Linked DNA regions of Rattus norvegicus: region 2 is linked to region 1. A link is a contact called in public Hi-C data. All regions are on one chromosome and are shown on one strand. The core of a region is the stretch at or near the end of the contact, and the rest is flanking DNA. Distances in the headings are between cores, read along the strand shown. Region 1 has its middle 91 kb from the start of Med13l. Region 2 has its middle 110 kb from the start of Spring1.

Region 1 (5,633 bases), core at 1,560-4,059:
AATGTAACAAACAGTATCGTGATATTTCCTTTAAGACGTGAGTAGAGAGAAGGCTCAATAAGTGCAGTGTTTGCCCCAGAAGCATCAGGATTCGAGTTCAGTCTCAAAACTGATCTTAAAAACAAAAAAAAAAAAACAAAAACAAAAAAAAACCAGGGTGTGTGTGTGAGTGTGTGTGTGTGTGTGTGTATCAGTGTGTTATTCCAGTGCTAAAAGGCAGGCACAGGTAGCCTTGGGGCTTAATGGTCAGCCAGTCTACCCTTACTGTCTGTCGAGCTCCAGGTTAATGAGAGATCCTGTCTCAAAATCCAAGGTGAAGATGGTTCCTGAGGAATGAGACCCAAGGTTGACTTCCAAGCTCCATATGCAAGCACACACACACACACACACACACACGTACACACACATACACGTATACACTCACTGACACACATATAACTCACACACACAGAAAAACATATACACAGTCATACACACATTCATACACACACACACACGGAGAAAAACACACTCACACAGTCACACACACATTCATACATAGATATACACACATACACTCACACACAGACTCGCAATCAGACACACAACACACTCTCACAGTCACACACATCCATACACACACACACATGCACATACACTCACACACACACAGAAAAACATATTCATATACTCATATGGTCACACATTTGTATACATACACATACACTCACAAACACAGACACAGAAAAACACTCACACAGTCAGACACATCTATACACAGATACACACTCATACACACTAACACAGAAAAACACACGCAGTCACACATACATGTATCCATACACAGACACACACATACACTCACAGAGACTCATACACACTCACAGACACACAACACACTCAGTCACACACACATACACTTACACACACTCAAACACACTCACACACATGCACACACACTCACAAACACAGAAAAACACACTCAGTCACACACACCTCCTTAGAAAAGAAGCTACATTAAAAGGGGTGATCAGACTGTCTACAGGATTATTACCTTTCACAGGAGAAGGTTTATTCCTGCAACCACGAGGTGCCACCCCTTGTCACGCCTTTTCTGTATGTACCTGTCTGTCTTTCTGCCATCCTTCTGGAGCATAAGACCTTCAGTCGATACAGCCCTCTCTCTTGATCCTGGACCTCCACCTCCATTATTGGGAGCTGAGTAAACCTTTGTTCTTTGTAAATGATTCCACCTCCTGTCTTCTATGACAGCCTTAGAAAACAGATTGAGACTCTTACTTGCTCCCGGGTATGAATGGTGGTGGTGAGTTTGTTGAGCAGAAGAATCGTTGCTGCCTTGTTCCTGCCACCTGGCTGACAGTCACCTGAAGATGTGCTTCAGGCCCTGGAGATAGGGTGCCACAAGCCACTGGGTTTCGTTCTTAGGGGCTGCAGGAAACACCTAATCGTTTTTTGTAAATAAAGTTTTATTAGATGAAGCAATGCCTGTTCGTTTATCTATAGTTGAATGGTTGCCGTGGAGACTCTGACTCACAAGCTTATTTACCATTTGGTCCTGAGCAGAAAAAGTTCACCAACCCCGGTAAGCGGGACCAAGAGCCTAAGTTCAGAGACACTTAAGCAATTTGCTCCAGGACCATCAGCAAGCCTAGGACAGCCTGGGGTGCCAGCCTGGGACCTCAGAGTTTAAGGGAGGTGCTTTGACACCTCAGATACTGACTGCCTTTGCTTTCTTCTGGGCTGTCCTGCCACGGGGCTCCCCGCTGTTGCCGCCTGCTTTGGGCTCCAAGGCAGCAGCTGGTGGCAGGGCTAAGGAGCATCTGAAGCAGAAAAGAGGCCAAGGAAGCCAGTTCTTAAAGAAGACAGCCGCGGGCTCATTTTTTAAACACTCACACATCAGCCAGTAGCCCACGATGAGGGGTCCCTCGCATAGCTGCTCTGCTGGGCCCCACTTCAGGGAGGCTGTCTCAGGGATTACAGAAAGCAGACTTCGCTCTCCGACCCCGGACCACCCCCTTGATGCAGGAGACAAAATTTCCCCTGCCCTAAATCCCCACATCTAGGTGGCTCTACTGACTCCCTCAGTGGCTCATGAAGGTCCCCAGCAACCCACGTTGGGGCTCTCACCCTGCCCTATCTCTACAGCACAAGACGGAATTAGTTCCTTTCTCATTTTTTTCCTCTTTAATAAAGCTGTACTGTGTCCCGTCGGTCGTACTCCCACCCCCAACCCCTCGCCCCCGCATTCCTCCCTTCTGAGTCCTCTCCTTCCCGGGCTGTAGGAAATGTCTTAGATTCTCTCACTGGGGTGTAATGGTTAAATTGCTACCAGCTGATTAAATAGAGGCAGCCGGGGCTGTAATCCTTAGCATCCAGGAACCGGGGAAGGCAGGGCCCAGCGCCCCGCTCAGCCCCTCTGACCCCGCCTGGCCCCGCCCAGCTTTTCTGCTTTCATGTGTTCCAGCTGTTAACGGAATCCCCTGGGAATCCGGGGGCCGAGGGAGGAGGGGAGGAGGGATGAGGGGAGGATGCTCCGGCTTGACCCTCCAGGCTCAGCTCCAGGAGTGTTGGCCCCGCCCCTACAAAAACCACCCCTCTCTCACACATTACCCCCGACCCGCCCCACACTCACCCCTACCTCTCTCCACCCCTCCACACTACTCACTCCTTCCCCGACATACACACGCACATTCCAAACCCCTGCACACCCCAGACTCTCGCTCACCTCCAACCTCCCCTCCACAGCACACCCACCTTTGCACACACACACACACAGAGCCACCACTTTCCCGAACCCTGCACAGCCACACATGCCCTCTTGCGCGCAGACGCACACCCTACCCATTAACTCAGTGTTAGGTACACAGACAACTGGAACATGGGTTCACACCCTTAAACTCCTGCTTTCTACTCTACCACCAGGACCAGAAGAAGGAGGGTCCCTGAAAGCCCCGCCCCTTCCTCTTAGGAAACCCCTCCCACTTCTGACCCCACCCTCCAAACAGGGAGGACTGGAAGAGCCACCCCCATCCTGTCTTTGAGAAAGGGCTGTGGGTAGCCCGTTGGCCTTTTAAACTGACCTATGCTCCTGGCTCAGCCTCCTGAGAGCGGGAATTATCAGCATAAACACCTTGCCGGGCTAGGGAATGGAGCCTCTCTGAGCCTGACTCATGGACAGGGACCATGACCTTGAAGGTGACTGTAGGGGTGAGACAGGCACAGAGCACCCTGACCAGCCTGGCATGTGTGTTAATGTTTATCCAGGAGGGCTGCAGAAGGACGGGGTGCATGCACCCTAGAATCATCTTCCAGTGCAAAGCTCTAAGTCCTGTACTTTCTGCTCTTTTAGACTAATCAGGGAGCCAGTGCATGCTGCTGCCCAGGTGAGCTGAGCCTGCACCAGTTCCAACCAGCACGGAGCTTGCTTTCCTGTCTGGTTCCCAGTACAACCTCTGGACTAATAATAGCTGGGTACCCAGCATCCTTGGGAAAGTTGATTTCTGTGGAAAGTTCGATTGGGAAAAGTGGAGACTCTGACCTTCATATCCACCCCTGCCTCATGCATGCTCAGCAAGACAGAGGAGAAAATGACTAGCTAGCTGTATGAAGAACAAGGCTGCCAGGCCAAACATTTTGCTCTCTGGAGCAGCCCTCCCCATTCCACAGGATCCTCCGAGTGGGTGAAAGAGAGACGCTGGGGCCAACTGTGAGGCTTAGGCTGGATTTGCTTCTTTGTCTGGAGACCTTAGTCTTCTCTGTCTGTCAGTAAGGGTAAAAACGCAGAAGAGATCACACTGAGTTCAGCTCCAAATTTCCATCCAAGAAAGGTGCCCTTCACCAAAGGCAGGGATTTCATAGACACTCCGAGGAGAAATAAGGAAGCATCCCTCCCCGAGGACTGCAGGGGGCCGTTTGTCAAAGCTGCATCAGAAACATACACTTTGCCAAAAGATGATCGATCCCATTTTACAGATGGGAAAATCAAAACGTCGGAAGGAAGGAGAAGGTGTAAAACCATACGGTGAAGTCAAGATGCTAACCCTGGTTAGCTCATCAGGGAGTTCATCTTGTGGGGAAGAGTCATGCAAGAAGGGGAGCCTCGTGTTGCTATGACAATGCCCGAGACAAACAACTTTTAAGGAGGGAGGATTTATAGCCACGTGGCTCTGCTCTCTGGGGGGCCTTTGTGAGGCAGCGAATCACCTCTTGGCAACAATGTATGATGGGTGGAACCACTTAGTTCATAGAGGCCGGGAAGCAAAAAGGACCTAGGAGGACAAAGCTGCCCAGTGACCCACTTTCTCCAACCAGGCCCCCATCCCTAAAGGTTCTGTCACTTCCCAGAGTATGTTAAACTATAATCCTGCAACACTCTCCCCCTCTCTCACACCGCTCTCAGGACTCTACAGAGAAGCCTCCACATAGAAGTCGCTATATAGACAGGATGGCTTCCAACTCACAGAGATCCTCCTGCTTCTGCCTCCTGAATGCTGGGGGCATTAACAGTGTGGACCGCCAGCCTAGCCTAGCCTTTCCAATCCTGATCCTAGGCAGAGGAACATTTGTTTCCAATGGTCTTACTTGGCTCGTCCCTTCCTCCCTCTTCCCCCTTCCTTCCCTCCTCTTTTCTTTCTTTCTCTTTCTTTTTCTCTCTCGTTCTTTCTTTCTTCCTGTTTTCGAGAGTTGGGCCTTCTGCCTCCCTAAACCCCTCCCCAGTTTTACAGCCCACTTGGCTTCCTTGTATGTAGTTTGAACCTCATGTGATTTTCACGAGAACAGTCATTCCCCACTCACGAAGTCACTATCACTTATTGAGCTGATGCCCTACTGTGTGCCAGGCAGCTGGAAGTCCACTCCATGTCCTCCCAGCCTGCCCTGCCGAGAATGCCAACGATAGGTGGTTTCTTCCTGGATGAGCCTACGGAAGCCTGAGACGGAAGTGGCTGGCCATGGAGAAGCAGGGTTTGAACCCAGGCCTTCTCAATCCAAGCCGCAGATGTTTGACATCTGTATACAGCTGCAGACACGTCCCTCCTCCTGACCTGGTCCCCATGTCCCCACAGCGTATCTGATTTGAGAGAGCAAGGAAGCATAGTTAATGGATAAAATATGAGGGGGGGGGAGAGGTGGGGGAAGTTAAAATTAAATTCATTTGCATGGTGTTTGTTTGTGGGTCTGGAATGTAGGGCATTGAACACACTAGACAGGTTCTGAGGTACTTGGGCCACTGAAATATACCTCTATCCTTTGTAAGTTATATCTTAAGCTGGGTGGGGTTGTGCAGGCCTTTAATAGTAACGCCTGGGAAGCAGAGGCGGGTGGATCTCGGTAAGTTGAAAGCTAGCTCAGGCAGGGTTACATAGAGACCCTGTCTCAAAAGAAAAAGAAAAAGAAAAACCAACTCTGTGCGTGTGCGCGTGCGTGTGTGTGTGTGCATGAGTGTGTACCCACACATCCACTGGTAGCAATATTTCGAGTATCTCACTTGCTGTAAGGGGCTCCATTTGCTGGCTCCCCATGATTCTGAGATTATTGGTGGCTCTTGGACTTGTGAGGAGAAACTTCAGCCTGGCACTGTGCAGCTCTTCCCAAGTCTGTTTGGTGACTGCATCCGCAGTTGTAGATTAACAATT
Region 2 (5,633 bases), core at 2,833-5,332, 130 kb after region 1:
TGGAACCATTCACCAGGATGGTAAATATCTGTCTAAAAAGCCAATGGCAGGGACTTATAGCTGGACAGGTAGATCCTGTTTCTCTGCCCCAACCCAAAGGCACCTGATGGGACAGGAACCAAATGGTCTGCGTTGTACGAATTTTAATTTTTATTTGTCCCCCCCTCTTCTGCGCGTGCGTGTACATGTGGTATGTCAGTACGCATAATCCCGGGGGTTAGGTAAGGGTGGGAGGATGTCAGTTGCCTGTGTACCTGTGAACACACGCAAGTAGAAGGACGAAGTTGATGTTGGTTGTACTCCTTGATCACTGGCCGTTTTATTTTTGAGGTACGTTCTCTCCAATCTGGGAGCCCCGGTACAACTAGTTAGCCAGCTTGCGCTGGGAACCGGAAGTCTCTTCCTCCCAAGTGCTGAGATTACAGAGGCTGGTACACTGGCCTGGTTTGCACAGTAGTTGTAAAAGGATCCAAACTCTGATACTCCAGTCTGCACAGCAAGACCTTTAGCCACTGAGCCATCTCCTCGGTCTCAGGAATTGCTGCTGGGGAAAAAAAATATGTGGCACCGCTGAGGGTCCCCAGAAGGGACCTGCGAATGTGCAGGAAGGCCTGGGCTGGCACTGGGCTCTGCCACTTCCTGGCTGCCTGATCAGGAATCAGGCTGGAGATGGGGCCCAGCCTCCCCTTTTCTTCTGTGAAGTGGGGATATTAATAGCTGTCTCACAGCTTGCCTGCTCTTGTTCAGCACCCCATGGAGAGCGTGGCAGAGGCAACGGGAAGCCGGATCTCTGCGCAGACATCCAGCAAACTACTGAGTTTAGCCTCCTAAGGTCTGATACCTGAGGGAGAGGGGCGTCTGCAGCACTGGGCGCTAAGGTCTTTCTGGTCTAGAGAACTGGGCTGCAGCAGGCTAGCCAGCTAATGGCACCCTGCTGCCCCCGCTAGCACGCTAGCTTAGGTGTCTTCCTCTGAGACTGATTGCGAAGCTGGCCCCCTTTCCAGGGAGGCCCAAGGGCAACAAAAGGTGGGGACTGGGAAAACCGGGACTCCTCAGGGAGCTGTGGGATGCTCTTCCTTGGGGAGCAGCCCAGCTCTGAAGTGGAGGTGGGTTGAAAGCATAAATCCCCAGGGACAACATACTTAGGCAGTCGACGCAAAACTGGCCCTCCCCGCTCTCCCCCCCAACTCTCCCCCCTCCCCGTGCAATTGGTTTCTTCTGCTTTGGAATAAGACCAGAGCTGCCTTTCCCTGCAGAGCCAGAAGGATGCCGAACTGCCCCAGTTATTCCCAGCCACAAAGTGCACAGTCTGCAGGAAGATAGATAGATTCTTTCCACAACAAAGCCATTTTCATCCTTTACTGAGGGGAACCCTAGACCTAGTGAGATTCGGCATTACCACTCTCCGCGACAAACAGCAGAAGCAGAATGGAAATTTACCAGGCAAATAGCACCAACTCCCTTTTATTGGAAAGGGAGGTAGAGCGTGTCCTAGAAATCAGGAAGTGATAATGTGAAGTCTTAGGAAGCCTGCGTATCCTGGAGGCTGAACAATGATCAAGATGGTACCCATCAACCCATTCTACCTGCATGTGCATACATCAGTATGTCTATCCATCTGCTCTACCATGCACCCATCCATTGATCTAGCTATCCATCCATCCATCCATCCATCCACCCACCCACCCATCCATCTATCCATCCATCCATCCACCCATCCATCCACCCACCCATCCATCCATCTATCCTCCATCCATCCACCTACCCATCCATCCATCCACCCACCATCCATCTATTGATATATCATCCATCCATCCATCCATTGAATTTCTCCACCCATCTATTTATCCATCTACCCATCTATTGATTCATCCATTCTTCTATTCAGCCATCTATCTACTCACTGAATTTGACTCTCCACTCATTCATCCACCTATTCATTGAATGCTTGTTCACCTACCCCCACACCCATCCACCTACCACCCATCCACCTATGCGATTTGTCTGTCCACTCATCCACCCATTCATTAATTCAGACATTGACTCCACCCACCCTGTCCATTCTTTGAATCCATCCATCTGTTCACTCATTCAGCACACTGTTGCGCCATTGTCTCTTGTGTTGTTGATCCAGGAGAGAGTGTCACAATTCTGTGAACATGAAGAGCTGTTAGGGGCTAAGTTGTGTATGGGCATTAGTCAGGGCTCCTCAAGGAGTTTACGGTCAGTCTCTGGTGGAGTAGGTGAATATCTAGAGGAGAATGAGGAAAGAAGCAAGGCATTGTGGGAAGAGTAGGAAGCCCTGAGTGAATGACTATTATTGACATAGGATCAGCCATATCTTCATAGGAGTTGTAAAACCTTCCTTGGGTGAGGCTTAAAGACATAGCAAAGCCTTTCTTAAAGGTCTCAGTGCAAATAGGTGAGTAGTGGGCACAAAAACCTGGCAACTGTGGCTTTTTCCTCCCAGGTGTGCACAGCTGAGACCCCTCGCCTACAAGCACCTCCCCCTGTACTGTCCTAATAAATGAGTGGAGGCTCCTGACTGCTCACGGTAGTTAGATGAATCCATTGGAGTGAGCTCAGCCCGCATGGCTCCAGCTTTTCTGTGTGTTTGTCCTTTCTAGATTCTCTCAAGTCCCTGCTCAGGGTTCCAGAACAAAGCCAAGGAGGAAGCAGGAAGACTGGACCGAGGTACGGGCTCAGAGGAAGCCAACACCTCTTCAGTACTTCTATTTCACACTTGGGGTCTCCATGACTATGGAATACCACTGTTTCCAGAATCTCCCTCCCCTCCCCCACCCACACTTCATTATGGAAGCCACCAAGGAGAGGTGAACCTCACAGTCAAAACTTCTTCTAAGACCCACCCTCTGAATTAAAGGCTCTGAGAAGGCTGCTCAGGAGACCCCCCCCCCCACATCTAGTCCTGTTTCTCTGAGCAAACCTAAGATTGGATATAGTCTTAAAACTCTTTCTCAACATGGCAGACTTGGTGAGAAATCACATGAAAGGGGACACACCATGGGTGAGGGTGGATCTGGCCAAGCACTTGCTTCTCATCTCGCATCCTCCCCTTGCACAATCTTTGTGGTTTACTGAGCATCTCCAAGTGATATGACTCCTGTGTTCTCACGAATTTGCCGAAGATTCCTTAGGAATGGCAGGTGGCCCAGGAGAGCACATCTGCCATACATTTCGTAACTCCCGACGTTCAGCAGTCTTCCTCTGTGTGAGCACTACGGTGTGCGTCTTGCTTACCTAGCCCCCATCATTGAAAGTTTAAGTTTCTTCCAGTCTTATGGGCTAATGAACATCTTTGGACATGTGTCTTTGATACCTAGGTAACTCTGCCCGCCGGACACATGGAGCAGAGCTGTCTTACTCATCGCTTTGTAAATATTGGTTAAGCAAACACACGTTTAGTGCACAGGAAGCCTTGAACAAAGAGTTTCCAGTCCCCGTCTTTTCTCTCAAGGGGCAGAAATGCCACCTGTGGTTGGAGGAACTGAGGTCAGCACACAGAGAGACAGAAGCCAGAGTTGGAACTCTCATGTAAGCCCCTTGATCCAGCTGGGCCTGAAGCCACTCTATTCCCGGACTTGTTTGTTCTACAAACCAAGGCTTTTTCTTTGTGGCTTAAGGCTGTTCTAGACAGGGTTTGCAAGTTACAGTTTAAAGGGCCCCGACGATCCAAAATCACTCCTCCTCCGAGAAGTGGGAGCTGACTCAGACTTCTCCCCTCCCTTCCAAAGCCCTGGGCACTGTCTGTATTCATCTAAGTGCGTCCTCTGCAACAGCCATCTACTCTCCTCAGCCTCCTCTGCCAGTATCCCCAACACCAGGACCTTTAGGAAGGGTTGTTGAATCAGCCTCTGAATCGTACATCTCCCCCGACAGCTCTGCTAAGTGGGGGCTTGATAAATCCATGCAAGAAACCTCCTGGCAGCCACGAGCCTTGTCTTAACTGAGTTCAGAGAGCTTTGCCAACAGAAGCGGAAAAACAGCTCCCCGCTCCAGGGCACTGGGCTGTGAGAAAGAAGGAGGGGTGGAGGGGGAGGGGGTTCTTCCAGGAATCTGTGTCCTGAGCCGCCAGGCGGACGTCACTGGGCAGATGGCCCAGTGGCCCCGGAGGTCTCTGACTACGCTTAAACTTTCCATTCATTTCCAGAACAAGTTTGGTCTCAGTGAATCACGCCCCACCTGCCCCACACAAAGCAAGCTATTTACGTGGCTAATGTTTATAAAGTGCTCTGAGGGCCTTGGACGAGAGCCTCCACACAAGTACAGCACGTTTGCAGGGCAGGAGAAGTGGACGGGAACCTTGCTGAAGGGAAGTGGTGCACACAGGGCTGGAGACCGGTGGAAGCCACCATGAGCCTGCCATCTAGGCACCAGGCACACTTCTGTTGACTACATCTGGACCACACGTGAGCACCTGCTGTGTGTCCGGAACTGTCCTCGGCTTCCCCAACCTCCCACCTGGTGAAGAAAGTTGCTAGTTCCCGAGAAGGAGCTGGACAGACATGTGAGGGAGTTCTTTGCAGTGCTGACGCGTGTTAAAGGGAAAAATGAAAGAGGAGAGGTTAGTGAGGGCCTGGGTACTCTGAAGTCACCTAAACGCTCACTACCACCGATAATGGGGGCTCCTGGTTCATGGAAGACACCCAAGAACACACCAGCCTCGCTTTGTCACAGAGAGAAGGCAGACAATGCTGGCGCTGAAGAGGCTGAGGCAGGAGGATTGCCAGTTCGTGGTCAGCCTGGGTTACATGTGGAGACCTTGGAAGGTAGAGAGGAAGAGAAGGAAGGAAGGAAGGAGAAAAGGAGCAGAGAGAAGGAGGGAGAAAGAAAAGGAGAGGGGAGGGGAGAGGAGGGAAGGCTGTTTTAAGGGTGTTCTGGTTTGGTTTTGTTAGGCTTGTTAAGAAGCAAACATAGGGGGTTGAGGATTTAGCTCAGTGGTAGAGCACTTGCCTAGCAAGCGCAAGGCCCTGGGTTCGGTCCCCAGTTCCAAAAAAAAAAAAAGAAAAAAGAAAAAAAAAAGAAGCAAACATAGAAATTATAGTACAAAGGGTATGCATGGGCTGGAGAGATGGCTCAGTGGTTAAGAGCACCGACTGACTGCTCTTCCAGAGGTCCTGAGTTCAATTCCCAGCGACCACATGGTGGCTCACAACCATCAGTCATGGGATCTGATGCCCTCTTCTGGTGCGTCTGAAGACAGCTACAGTGTACTCATATACATAAAATACACAAATAAAATCTAAAAGGGGGGGTCTATGCATTATGCATAGTCTACAGGACAGAGGGTAAAGTGAGGTGCTCTTTCCTCGTGCAAAGCCAATAGATGAGAGAGAAAAGGGATGCGTGCCCAAACACTGAAGAATGTTTGCTTTCTTGCATATTTCCTTCATTTCAATTTCCAGTCTGTTGCTGGGGGATGTCCCTGCTGCAAACAACAAGAGTACTGTTTTCTAGAATGTAGCCGCCGCCCATGCTGTTTTACCCTGCTGGATTGCCCAGCTTTCATGGATTTGATCCCAGACAAAGCTAATCTGACTTAATCAGAGAAAAACTCTGTGTTTCAGCCACAAACTTTACCCCTGGTCTTTGCCAAATATATCGCAATCCTT

Evidence for each region. A called contact is a pair of places that touch in the nucleus more often than the background predicts.
Region 2: a Hi-C map of kidney shows a contact between it and region 1, with 2.1 times the contacts expected there. The contact joins two enhancer-like sites. A contact is called at or near these places in 2 of 12 Hi-C or Micro-C datasets (kidney and mammary epithelial cells).

What each region holds. Positions count from the first base shown.
Region 1 is chr12:43,754,377-43,760,009 of GRCr8, forward strand. No RefSeq gene overlaps it. Among named protein-coding and RNA genes, the nearest start is that of Med13l, 91 kb to the left of the region's middle. Within about 2 kb of position 2,810, at least 16 of the 93 cell types and tissues checked have an H3K27ac peak or open chromatin away from gene starts, as enhancers often do. A contact at or near this core is called in kidney, where this site is marked.
Region 2 is chr12:43,882,004-43,887,636 of GRCr8, forward strand. No RefSeq gene overlaps it. Among named protein-coding and RNA genes, the nearest start is that of Spring1, 110 kb to the right of the region's middle. Within about 2 kb of position 4,083, at least 27 of the 93 cell types and tissues checked have an H3K27ac peak or open chromatin away from gene starts, as enhancers often do. A contact at or near this core is called in kidney, where this site is marked.